Regions from separate parts of the Danio rerio genome. Here region 1 is linked to region 2. Evidence: chromatin contacts called from public Micro-C data. All regions are on one chromosome and are shown on one strand. Each heading gives the region's core, a stretch centred on a gene start, on an enhancer-like site or on the middle of the called end of the contact. The rest is flanking DNA. Distances are from core to core; before and after follow the strand shown.

Evidence for each region. Hi-C and Micro-C count contacts between places; a contact is called where the count stands out from the background.
Region 1: a contact with region 2 is called in a Micro-C map of caudal fin, with 5 times the contacts expected there. The contact joins the promoter of igfbp1a here to the promoter of dsg2.2 in region 2. A contact is called at or near these places in 7 of 18 Hi-C or Micro-C datasets (caudal fin, embryo, fibroblasts and 2 more) and 2 of 4 datasets of contacts at active chromatin or transcription factors (caudal fin and embryo).

The regions. Positions count from the first base shown.
Region 1 is chr20:6,967,730-6,974,682 of GRCz12tu, forward strand. It overlaps igfbp1a (insulin-like growth factor binding protein 1a), which reads right to left and starts at 2,263. Exons shown (of 4, transcript NM_173283.4): 1 at 1,799-2,263; 2 at 1,032-1,189. The coding sequence starts at 2,174. All of the region lies in intron 1 of dsg2.2 (desmoglein 2, tandem duplicate 2), which reads left to right.
Region 2 is chr20:6,816,909-6,823,766 of GRCz12tu, forward strand. dsg2.2 (desmoglein 2, tandem duplicate 2) reads left to right here and starts at 4,710. Exons shown (of 14, transcript XM_073934055.1): 1 at 4,710-5,020. tns3.2 (tensin 3, tandem duplicate 2) reads left to right here. Exons shown (of 27, transcript NM_001423502.1): 27 at 1-1,092. The coding sequence ends at 20.

The DNA of each region.
Region 1 (6,953 bases), core at 1,013-3,512, 150 kb after region 2:
GTCTATCTGTCTGTTTATCTATGTATCTGTCTGCCTGCCTGCCTGCCTGTCTGTCTTTCTGTCTGTCTGTCTGTCTGTCTGTCTGTCTGTCTGTCTGTCTCTGTCCTTTTGCCTGTCCATCCATCCATCAGTCCGTCCGTCTGTCTGTCTGTCTGTCTACTTAAATGTCCATCTGTCTGTCTGTCTGTCTATCTGTCCTTCTGCCTGTCCATCCAGACATAGCATGTCTTTGCTAATACTATCTATCTATCTGTCTGTCTGTCTATCTGTCTGTTTATCTATGTATCTGTCTGCCTGCCTGCCTGTCTGTCTTTCTGTCTGTCTGTCTGTCTGTCTGTCTGTCTGTCTGTCTATCTATCTATCTATCTATCTATCTATCTATCTATCTATCTATCTATCTATCTATCTATCTATCTGTGTCTGTTTGTCTGTCTGTCTGTCTGTCTATCTATCTATCTATCTGTATATCTGTCTGTCTGTCTGTCTGTCTGTCTACTATGGTTTTGAAGTTGAAAACCAAAATGTTTATAATAATTATAATTACCGTTTACTTAACATAATTGTTCAATTTGTAATTGAACAGTTTGCAGTTTGTAATTGTTTAAAATTTTAATAAACAACAAAAACACTTATTATCAGTAATAAAAATTAAATAACATTAATATTGATTTTTATTTTAAATGTAACAGTTTACACTATTTATTACAACTACTATTACTATTACTACTACTACTACTACCAATAATAATAATAATAATAATAATAATAATAATAATAATAATAAATACTACTACTACTACTACTACAATAAGTAAAATAACTATTAATGTCTCTTAAATTTGCATCTCTTAAAATCATGCATCTTAATTTTACTGTTTCTTTCTTTGCCTCATGTACAGCTTAAGAAATTTCAGTAACCTTATACCGTCCTCTTGTGGCCATATGTGGAACATGGGGTCTCATTTAAACTAAACCTTTACACATTTCTTTAGGATGTCTATAGATAAGCCGAGGTGCCTGGAGGAGCTCACCTGTTCCACCAGTTTCTTGCGTATCGCGTTGACTTTGGCCTTCATGCTCTCTTTATTAGTGATGATCCGCGGGTCGAAGGGCTTTCCGTGCCCGGTCACGAACACGGTGGAGCTGCCTTCATTGACTGCCGTCGGCCCGTTATGAGACTCCGGATGATCTGAAAGAAGAAAAGGAGAGGTGAGAAATGTTGGCGGGATTAGTCACTCCTAATCAGCCTACTGAAAGGCGTAAATAAAAGCAATCGCTATCTTAACTTTTGAATTGCTTATTCAGATTTGAATAAAAAAACTTATTTAGTAATTGTGAAATTTTTAGGTATATTTTACATGTCCAAAATGTAAATAAATAAATGAAGCAAAATAAAAAGCGAGTTTAATTTGAGCAGTAAATTCAATATACATTTTGTCATTTATAGTTTAGTTAAATTCCCATTTTTTACATTTATTTATTTTTAACTTTATGTTATAAATTTATAATACACACCACAAATTGTAAACACATTTGTGTGATGTGTATTACAAATTTATTTAAAAAAAAAAATAAATAAAATAAATTACAAGACACAGCTCAAATTTCTTATCATTTTGCATAATTGTAAATGTTTTTTTTTTTTTTTGTAAAAGCTGAAGTTCCTCAATATCTGATACTGGTTCAACTGGTTTGTAATGCTGATGAAATCTCATCAGTGGTTGAATCAGCGAGAGGACTCGTCAGGCTGCAGTTATTGAACACACAGTTACAGTCTAATATACTGATAAACCTGTACCTGGTGCTGTCTCGCTTTGGCTGTGGTTAGGCTCGGGGCTCTCGGTGCACACCGCTTGTCCCCGGGTGAGCGCGTGCAGGGGTCGGGCTTCTCCCGGTTTCGGCAAGCAGCGCAGCCCGGAGCCGCAGGGCGCAGTGTAGATCCCGCACGGGTCACCTCTCTTCAACGCACAGGCGAGGCAGCAGCCGCAGCCCGGCTCTCGAAGCACCTCCTCACAGCCGGCATCCACCGCCGGACACTCGGCAAGCCGCTCCGGGGAGCACGGAGCGCAGCGGATCGGTTCCTGCCCGACCACTGGAGAAGCCCGGAGCCCCGGCGCGGCGAGGAGTGCGCTGAATGCTGCCACCCAGAAGAAGTTCAGAAGCAGTCTGTTCATCCCAAAGCACGGCTCAGAATAAATAGATAAATAAATAAATGAAGTGAAACGTGGAGTTCCTCACTGTCTTTGCGCTCTCCAAAACGACTAGCTCTCTCCGGGTCGCCTCGCGGTATTTATACGCACACTGGGTCCCGCTGACACGCTCGTGTTTGACGCATTGGCAGTATCAATGATTTCTTAAATGATCCCCCTCTGCTCCGATTGGCTGCCGGGGATCCAGTCTTCTTGTTCTTTGAACACAGTGCGTAATATGCGTCACTGTTTGTATCGGAACATAATGTGTACAAGCGTGAAAAGCGTGTGTTTACTACCCGACAAGTACCTAATCTGAAACGACAATAATAAGGTGTCTTTTGTATAGGTTCATCCCAGCATGTTGGGTAGGCATTTGGATGAATATGCAATTATTCGCTTGAAAATGAACGTAAATCAAACTTAAGCATGCTTTTTATGTGCAATAACAGTCTGAGCTAAGTGTTTTATTTTCTATGAAATATACTTCCACTGTGCATGTAAGCTAAATATTTGATGTTGTTAAATACATATCTTATTGTTGTGGGAATATTAACAAGTATTAAATAATATAATTTGCAACACGAAACCTTATTTAACTATAACAAATATTTAATTTACAACATTTCTAGTAAAATTAAATATTATTACTGCATTGGTATTCATTATAATGCTAAAGAATCAGCAGAGAATTAAGAATAAGAGTTCATGGGCTTAGCACAAGCATTAGGCTACTAATGAATTCGAACTCTGCTGAACTATATTCCGCAACTTTATTCTGGATCACTTATTTGCCACAACAATAACAAAAAGACTAAAAGTGGGCCTGTTTGTGGCTCCCTCCCAATCTCATTTTCCATGAGGTTTTTCATAGGTTCAAGAACATCCCATTCAGGTTCATGTTGTGAGTCTACTGAAGCCAGCTAATGCAATTTGTGATTTACTTCAGAACGCGGCACACAAAGCTCCTCATTCATTAAGTTCCCCCTCGAAAACTGTTATACAAGCATTTTGCGAAGCCAAATTGTCGCGTCCTGGTCCTTGGTCTGGCATTCATTTGACGCGTTTTTTTTTGTATTTTTTTTCGTCTGTAATGAGGTGAGAGACACAACGCGCGCGCTCTGTGGCACCGCGTGCACTCGCCCTGTGGTACGTGACCTCACTCAGGTCAGGACGGCACCCCGTTTTGGAAAGCTCGAGCTACCACTATTGTCACAGCCCCTCTCTTGGGATAATAATAGACGCGCGGGAAAAACGACATGTCCACTGACACGTCTCCTCTCCACGCGCGTCGCGAGGCCTTTTGTCGTGGCCGCGCGGAGGAGTTTATGAATGGGCCACAGGATGTGACACTCCGCTGGGGAAGGGCGCTTTAATAATGTGTCAACCGCTGGGCTTTCGAATGTCTCCGAGGGGAGACCACATGATCCACGCAATTGTCTGACAGTGTTGCATCATTTTTTTTTTCTTCAGCGCGTGGAGAGTTTCTCTGCGCGTCACGTGATCAGGTTGTCCGTTCGCGCGCGTGTGGGAACGCGAGTATCTGCTGACGGAGATAAAGCGGCACGCGCGTCATACCGGTAACTGTAGCCTCTCTGTTCCCCTTTGTCAAAACCTCTAGGCAAGAATACCATGAACACCTTGCATCTGAGGATTTATCCTTTACCGTTAACCTTGTCAGACAGTGCAGACAAATGTGACAGTTACAGTTCATACAATAAATTAAAATGTGTATGTCTTTCAACACTAATGACACTGATGAATGTTTTAGTAATACCCATGCTCATATTACCCATAACTCTTTCTTTTTTATATAGCCTTAACCCTCTTTTTTTCTTTTAAGCATGCAGGCGTTTTTCATGCAGACGGTTACTGTAATGTCTGCAGTGATAAAACTGAACTCAACGGTCAGACACTGATTTGGAAGCGTTTTATCACCGACAGACAGAAGGACCTGTTGTCCTTAAGCTGCAGAGGAACGTTAGAGCATATTTATCTATTAGAGTGACCAATATTGCTCATCATGCAACGCATTTTGATATATTCAGAGCTTGAAAAATGTCCAAACGTATAGGAAAATGCTTCACATCTACTTAAAGTATTATTTAAAATATATGTTTCAAGTATAAACACGAATACTTAAAGAGCAACATGGTAAAGTACTATTAAATATATATTTCTATAATATTTTATATTATTATTATATATTATAGTATTAACGCGAGGAACATAGTAATGTGCGTAACCCTTTAACTGCCCCAGCAACAAAACATTATTTATTTTATTTTTTTATTTTGGCACTCAACACATCCCATAATTTCTAAAATATCAACCATTTAGTAGAGGTTAATATGTCGGTTTATGGTAAAAAATACCAGAATTAATACATATGAAAAATGTGAGAACAGTTTATTTTAAAATAATCTATAAAAAACATTTTTGAATACTAAATCATCTTTGTTTTTGAAGTATGCATTCAGATTTTCATTTAACATGTTTTCTTGTTTTTTTACAAAAAAAAAATTTAAATCAAGTGTAGTAGTGCAACAGGATTATGTTTGTTTGATTTTCTTGTAAACCAACAGTGTTGCATGTGTAATGCATTATTTAAAACAGTCATTCCTTTAAGGACTTTAACAGTCATTATATAAAACGAGTCAAAATATGGTCAACCATTTGGTAGAGCAGGCAGATAAAGAGTTAAAGTATTATTAAATATATATTTCAAGTATAAACATGAATATTTAAAGAGGAACATGGTAGTGTACTTAAAGTATTATTAAATATATATTTCAAGTATTAACATGAGGAACATAATATGCTTAACCCTTTAACTGCCCCATGCAGCAACAAAACATTTTTTTTTTTTTTTTATTTTGGCACTCAGCACATCCCATAATTTCTAAAATATCAACCATCTAGTAGAGGTTAATATGTTGGTTTATGGTAAAAGTACCAGAATTAATACATACACTATGAAAAAATGTGAAACAGTTTATTTTAAAATAATCTTAATAAACCATTTTTGAAAACTAAATCATCTTTATTTTTTTGAAGAATGCCATAAAATATTTCAGATTTTCATTAAACATGTTTTTTGTTTTGTTTCTCTACAAAAAAAAAATTAAATCAAGTGTAGTAGTGCAACAGGATTATGTTTGTTTGATTTTCTTGTAAACCAACAGTGCTGCGTGTGTAAAGCATTATTTAAAACATTCATTCCTTTAAGGACTTTAACAGTCACTATATAAAACGAGTCAAAATATGGTCAACCAATTGGTAGAGCAGGCAGATAAAGAGTTAAAGTACTATTAAATATATATTTCAAGTATAAACATGAGCAACGTAGTACTTAACCCTTTAACGGCCCCAGCAACAAAACATTTTTTTTTTTTTTTTGGCACTCAACACATCCCATAAATTCTAAAATATCAACCATCTAGTAGAGGTTAATATGTTGGTTTATGGTAAAAGTACCAGAATTAATACATATACTATAAAAAATGTGAGAACAGTTTATTTTAAAATAATCTTAATAAACCAGTTTTGAATACTAAATCATCTTTATTTTTTCAAGAATGCCATACAATATTTCAGATTCTCATTTAACATGTTTTCTTATTTTGTTTCTTTACAAAAAAAATTAAAAATTTAAATCAAGTGTAGTAGTGCAACAGGATTATGTTTGTTTGATTTTGTTGTAAACCATCAGTGCTGCGTGTGTAAAGCATTATTTAAAACAGTCATTCCTTTAAGGACTTTAACAGTCATTATATAAAACGAGTCGAAATATGGTCAAGCATTTGGTAGAGCAGGCAGATAAAGAGTTAAAGTACTATTAAATATATATTTCAAGTATAAACATGAGCAACGTAGTACTTAACCCTTTAACTGCCCCAGCAACAAAACATTTTTATTTATTTTTTTATTTTTATTTTGGGCACTCAACACATCCCATAATTTCTAAAATATCAACCATCTAGTAGAGGTTAATATGTTGGTTTATGGTAAAAGTACCAGAATTAATACATATACTATGAAAAATGTGAGAACAGTTTATTTTAAAATAATCTTAATAAACCAGTTTTGAATACTAAATCATCTTTATTTTTTGAAGTATGCCATAAAATATTTCAGATTCTCATTTAACATGTTTTCTTATTTTGTTTCTTTACAAAAAAAAATAAATAAATAAAATCAAGTGTAGTATTGCAACAGGATTATGTTTGTTTGATTTTCTTGTGAACCAACAGTGCTGCATGTGCAAAGCATTATTTAAAACATTCATTCATTCATTTTCTTGTCGGCTTAGTCCCTTTATTAATCCGGGGTAGTCACTTTATTAATCCAGCGGCAACCCATCTCTGGGAAACTTATTTAAAACAGTCATTCCTTCAATAGCCCCTTTCACACATACAGACCTTTCCGGAAAATTACCGGCAATTTTCCGGAAAGGTTGTATGTGTGAACAGGTCCTTTTTGAAAATACCGGTAAATTCGTTCTGGCTATTTTCCGGAAAGAGAAGTTGTAACATTACCGGTAATTTGCCGGAATGCTGCGCTGTGTGAACGCAGAAGGAAGATTTCCGGAATAAGCTCGTGCACGTCTAGAACGTGCTGACGTAAGACTTCTGCTTTAGCCAATCACAACAGTCAGACGCATTTACGTCCGCGCGGTTTGTGAGAATAAAAGCCTTTGAATATTTTTCCAGACACATTTAGCTGCTAGAAGTTAGTCAGATCACGTTTATATGTTCTTCTTAA
Region 2 (6,858 bases), core at 3,460-5,959:
GCTCTCAGAAGAACAAGTAAACCAATGATGTCGAAGAGCAAAACGTATTTAAAGTATTCTACATGCTACTACTTTGACATTGTTATGGATGAAGCTTCATTGATTCTCCTTGGAGTTTTTTGGGCAAGATACACAGGGATTGAGATCATGAACACATTTAAACTTTTTAACAAGACCCAGAACATCATTTCACTTTTTCCTGTCTGAAAAGGCGTTCAGTTTGAAATTTGAAATGTGGGTTACTGTTGCGTTAACAGGACTCATCCAGTCGGGGGCGCCACATTTCTTTGTGGCTCAATCTGGCACTGACATAAACAGCCCGCTCAAAGCAAAGTGAAGGGACTATGGAGGAATACAGCTCACTGTTATGTTATTTTACCCGCCACAAAGACTTCCTTTGCAGTATTTCAAGGTTCCTTGGTTTCCTTGGAAAGACTAAACTGAGGTTTAGCTACATTAATTTCTGCGTTTTGTCTGGGCACATACATCTACAAAACCAAAGAGCATTTCACATATCAATTTACGATGTTTTTGATTATAAATATCAAGATGTGTATTCAATATTAAATAATACTTAACGTTTTTATAGCTCAAAACATTCAGTACGTCGTTTATCTGTGTGTTTGTTTGTAAGCGCTGAGCTAACATTTCCAGTCCGTGATAAGTGTTTTCCTTAAAAAGCATATTTGCTTTGACTTTGTTTATATATTTGGAAATATTTATCATATAACTCATATTCTGTGTATACTTATCCCTTTCTCGTCTATGCAGGACGAGTGTTAAAACGTCTTACGTGATAAATTACCTAATTTGAGAAGGAAAAACATGTCATTACTCATGTTTTTTTTTGTTTTTTTTTTTTCGAGCAAACGTTTCAAAGCTTGATCAAAGAGGATTGTGGGTTAAAAGTTTCACTTGGAATTCATCACATAAGTGCACAAGTGCCTTTACCTCTCTTACTTTAGGAAGCAAGAACTGTTTTCATTCCGTATGCTTGTCTCGTACTGCCTAATTCTTTGGTTTATTTGTAAATTAATGTTTTATGGATTGTATACATGTGCACAATACAATAAAGTAATTGTGTGGTACTAATTTGAGGCCGTATTTGTCATTTACTCACTGAAAGCATGTCTGTCACAAGCTTCTGTCAACATGCTAGCTGGTTCACTGGCACCTTCACTTGTTTTCTTTACTTATTATGGCTTCAGTGTGACAGTTTTAAGACGGCTGTGGTATTAAGTGTTGTTTTATATAGGTGTATGTGAGGGCGGCATGGTGGCTCAGTGGTTAGCACTGTCGCCTCACAGCAAGAAGGTCGCAGGTTCAAGTTTAGGCTGGGCTAGTTGGCAGTTCAAAGACATGCACTATTGTTGAATTGAATAAACTAAATTGTCCATAGTGTATGTGTGAATGAGTGTGAATGGGTGTTTCCCAATAATGGGTTGCGGCTGGAAGGGTAAAACTTATGCTGAAATAGTTGGAGGTTCATTCCACTGTGGCGAACTCTGAAATAGAGACTAAGCTGAAGGAATGTGTATGAATGTTAATATAGCGTTAACTTTGCCTTCAATCGATACTTGATGCTGTACACCTATTCAAAGCTAATTTTAGCACATAGTTTTTTTAAAGTGTGAAGAGTTTCAAAAAACGTTTGTAAAGTTTAAAGAGTATTAGTGATCTGGTTATTATTTATAACAATGTGCTGCAGTTTTGTCATTCTCTGCTTTAAATGTTGAAGCTCGTAAAATTAGCTAGATTCTGATTGGCTGTGAACAAGTTTTATTTTTCATTAGCTGGAATAAAGAAGTTGTGTAAAGAAGTGTTCAGATGGTAGGGTCAGAATTTGGCATCAACAACATGAAAGCATGTATTAACATGTATTAGCCTTGTATTAACAGTTTAGGCTGCTACTGGTGGTGTAATGATGTGATTGATATTTTTTTTGGCACACTTGTTTTGAGCATTGAGCATCACATGTATTGTAGCTGACCATGTCAATCCCTTTTATGACCACGGTGTACCCATCTTCTGATGGCTACTTCCAGCAGGTTATCGTGCCATAAAGTGTGAATCATTGAACATGACAATGAGTTCACTGTACTCAAATGGCCTCCACAGTCACCAGATTTTAATCCAATAGAGCACCTTTGGCATGTGGTGGAATGGGAGGTTCGCATCATAGATGTGCAGCCACCAATCTGCAGCAACTGCGTGATCTTATCATGTCAATATGGACCAAACTCTCTGAGGAATATTTCCAGTACCTTGTTGAATCTATGCCACGAAGGATTAAGGCAGTCCTGAAGGCAAAAGGCGGTCCAACCTGGTAACTAGTAAGGTGTACCTAATAAAGTGGCCGATGAATGTATGTTGTCATGTCTGCTGGTGGAAGTTCTTGTATGGCATGGTCCATAGTGGATAAAGAAAGCTTGTCACCATACTGTTTGTGTATTTCCAGAACTGTATGTGTAACTTGCCCTACTTCAAGCAGGATTCAAACTGGTATCTTCTGCGTAGGAGGAGTGCTCACTAACAGACTGCTACAGCCTCTATATTCAGTCTTCTGAGGTCAGAGAAGCGTTTACTTGCAGCTCCACTTGTTACACTAACCACACTAACCCTTACTCGCATCTTGTGATGAGTAACTAGTGTTGAGGCCAGTAGAACGAAGTTTACGTGCACATCTTGTACTAGTTAGTCTTCTCTCCAAACCTCACTCGCACCTGGGTCACGGCACCAGTTTAGCATATCTTGTTCTCCTTGCACTTTTGTAAACCCCCAGGATGAGTAACTGGTGCTGAGGCAAGTAGAATGAAGTTTACTTGCACGTCTTGTACTAGTTAGTCTTCTGGCTAAATCTCACTCGCATCCGGGTCACGGCACCAGTTTAACATCCCTTGCTCTACTTGCACTGAGTTTCTGTAAATGCCTAGGATGAGTAGCTAGTGCTAAGGCCAGTAGAATGAAGTTTACTTGCACATGTCATACTAGTTAGTCTTCTCCCTAAACCTCAGTCACATCCGGGTCACGGCACCAGTTGAACATCACTTGTTCTACTTGCACTTCTGTAAACCCCTAGGATGAGTAACTAGTGCTAAGGCCAGTAGAATGAAGTTTACTTGCACATCTCGTACTAGTTAGTCTTCTCCCTAAACCTCAGTCGCATCTGGGTCAGGGCACCAGTTTAACATCCCTTGTTCTACTTCCACTGAGTTCTGTAAACCCCTAGGATGAGTAACTGGTGCTGAGGCAAGTAGAATGAAGTTTACTTGCACGTCTTGTACTAGTTAGTCTTCTCGCTAAATCTCCCTCGCATCCGGGTCACGGCACCAGTTTAACATCCCTTGCTCTACTTGCACTTCTGTAAACCCCTAGGATGAGTAACTAGTGCTAAGGCCAGTAGAATGAAGTTTACTTGCACATCTCGTACTAGTTAGTCCTCTCCCTAAACCTCAGTCACATCCGGGTCACGGCACCAGTTAACACCTCTTGCTCTACTTGCACTTCTGTAAACCTCTAGTAAAAGAATCACCAATCTCGATCCTGGAGGGCCAGTGTTCCTGCAGGGTTTATCTAAAACTTGCCTCAACAAACCTGCCTGGGTGTTTCAAGTATACATAGTAAGACCTTGATTAGCTTGTTCAGGTGTGGTTGATTAGGGTTGGAGCTAAAAACTGCAGGACAACGGCCCGCCTGGAACAAAATTGGTGACCCCTGCTCTAGTATAAATAACTAGTGCTGAGGCCAGTAGAATGAAGTATATTACATCTCGTACTAGTTAGTCTTCCCCCTAAACCTCACTCGCATCCGGGTCACGGCACCAGTTTAACACCTCTTGTTCTACTTGCACTGAGTTTCTGTAAACCCCAAGTATGAGTAACTAGTGTTGAGGCCAGTAGATTGAATTTTACATCTCATACTTATTAGTTTTCCCCCTAAACTTCTCTCTCATCCGGGCCACGGTGCCAATATAACACTTTTATTTCTAAACGAACCACCAAAATGGTATTCAAATAATGTCTCAGGATGTGGGTGCACTAGCAAGACAACTGCCCCATGTGTCAGTCACAATTGCATCTAATGAGGTCAGGAAAGTGAAGTGTACACGCACAGCTCCTACTAGCTGATTTCTGGTACACTCGGTCCTCTAAACTTCAGTCTCATCCGGGTCACGGCAACAACATGAGCACTCCAGTTACATTGTTACAAGCACTACTAAGAGAGGGATTTACACCTTGTCTCTGGCATGCTAGACCAGCATGCTGAGAAGGACACTAAATGCCATAGCTCCATGCGTCAATTGCTAATCTCTTGAGGCCAGGGGAGTGAGGTTTGCTTGCGCTGCTTTTATTAGTTGACCTTGGTTACACTCACCCTTCTAAAACTCACTACCATCCAGATCATGGCACTACTATATCTCTTGTGGTTCGATATGCCCTGCTCTTAGCGGATCTTTGGCATGGGAGGAAGACACTAAGGGTGCTTTCACAACTGTGAATCGATTGATTTGTTCTGAATGCGGGATTCAAATTGTTACATTGTTGCTCTTTGTTTTTGGTGCGGTCCGCTTTTACGCTGCAGTTTCCAAACGGACCGAAAGAGCTAAAACAAGTCATGTGTGAGTAAACTCTCCTCACATTGGTCAGAGTTTCACGATTTATTTTGCAGAGTCCCGCTCAGCTGTCATGGGTTCTTATGACAATGAGCAATAAGACAATGGCTGTTTCTCAGTATGCATTCTTCAGCGGTCCTGCATCCTCGTGTTCTCGTGCAACGTCATCGTCAGCTGCCTAAGTTCAGTTCCAATACTCAAGACTGCTCAAGACTGCAAGTACGGAGGACGCGTAAACTTCCCGGGTGTGATCTTGATATCGAGGATGCAGACTTGAGCACTGAACTCGCTCTGGAAGTCCCAGAAGTCATTGCGACTGGAGGTGGAAAGCGCAGCATTTAATTTAGATTTATTATTAAAGTTCAGAGATATCACTTATTTACCTCAGGAGTTTCCCTAAATGAAACAGTGAAAGTAAACATTAACAGGAATATCTTAATAAAGGAATAAACACATTAAGGGTTGTTTGTTTACCGAAATTCGTATTAAAATTTGTTTTATTTATATTGTGCAGAGTATATTTATAATGTTTTTATGCAAAGTATATGTTTTGAAGAGGGGGAAAACAATAAATCGTTGTAATCGTGCTGTAATGTTTAAATAATTTCCATTTAAAATGCGTGAAGGTCACATGACCATTAGGAAGAACACGACATCCCATTTCTCAAAGGACGCATTCTCTGCCCTCGCGGTCTCCTGAGTTCGTTTTTCCGATCGGTCTCCACAAGACCGGTCTCCACAAGAACGCAAGTCCGTTCTCTGCGTTCTTGGAATTGAGAAACAGCCACTATAAGCGATGTGAAGGCCAGGGAGGTGACTGATGTGAAGACCGGAGGGTTTGGTGGTGTTTGACAGGGTGCGCGCAACGTGTCTGAAGAGCAAGGATGCAGTGGAGAGGGGTGAGAAGGGTGCACAATGTTATCGAGGACCGGGAGGGAGACTACCGGAACTTCCTGTAGACTTGGGATGTCTGGAATGACCTCCAGTTCTGCTCATAATCCTCTCTTCATATAGCTGTATAACTATTACACATCCGTAAAACACTTATATAGATGGGCTCGGATCATATAGCTTTCGCACTACAATCGATCCGCTCCAGAGTTCGTTTCAATCAAGCCGAGACCACCACATTCCGGCGATCTCTAAACCATTGTTTTGGCGCAGATCCGAAAGCAATTGCTGAATTCACATATGCCAAACGAACAGCTCTAACCAGGCAAATGAGACCGGTTCCGAAACAAAAGTGTAGGTGTGAAAGCACCCTAACAAGAACACTAAATACCACAGCATCTAGCTTCATTTGCCTCTTGAGACCAGGGGAGTCAGGTTCACCCACCTAACTACAAACATCTAATCTCTATTACATTCAACCCTTAAACTTTACTCCCATCGGGGTCACGGCACCAATGTAACCTCTTCAGTTATCCAAGCATGATCCAAACTGCATATATAACATGTTTAGCCAGCATGCTAAGAAAGACTAAAGGTCATAGCCCAATGTGTCATTTGCTAAGACACCTTTTGAGGCCCAGGGAGTGAGGATTAGTTGCATGGCTCTTTCTAGCTTGACTCCATTACACTTACACACTAAATTTAAATTTACCAGTGTAAACCCTCACCTAATTCAGCCCATAGAATGAGTGTTGAGCGCCTATGAAAGAGAGCTCTATGATTCTATGAAAGAGAACCCATTTATTCATTCATTTTCCTTTGGCTTAGTCCCTTGTTTATCAGGATTCGCCAGCGCGGAATGAACCGGCAACTATTCTGGCATTTGTTTTACACAAACCAGTACTGGGAAACACCCATACACTACGGCCAATTTACTTCATCCTGTTCCCTTATACCGTGATTTTTCACGCGTCCTCTGTTCTTGCCGTCTTGAGTATTGGAACTGAACTTTAGCAGCTGATGATGACGAGAACACGAAGACGCAAGACAGCTGAAGAACGCATTTTGAGACACAGCCAAAGTGATTTTTTTGGAGTGAAAGGACAGCAATACACTTTTTTAAATGTCACCTGATTGATTTTAAAGGTCCAGTGAAGTGCTTTGAAATGAGCATTTTTATTCATGTTTGACAACTGAAGCAGAAAAAGAGGGCGGGACATATATTAGCCACTCCTCCTTTAAAAAACAGCCAACAGCGTTCAGTTTTTTTCACAGCTCTGCAAGTGAGAGTGGTTGAGGTCAAGCGCATCCAATGAAAAGCAAACGATAAGCATATTGAAGGAGGGCGGGTTGTG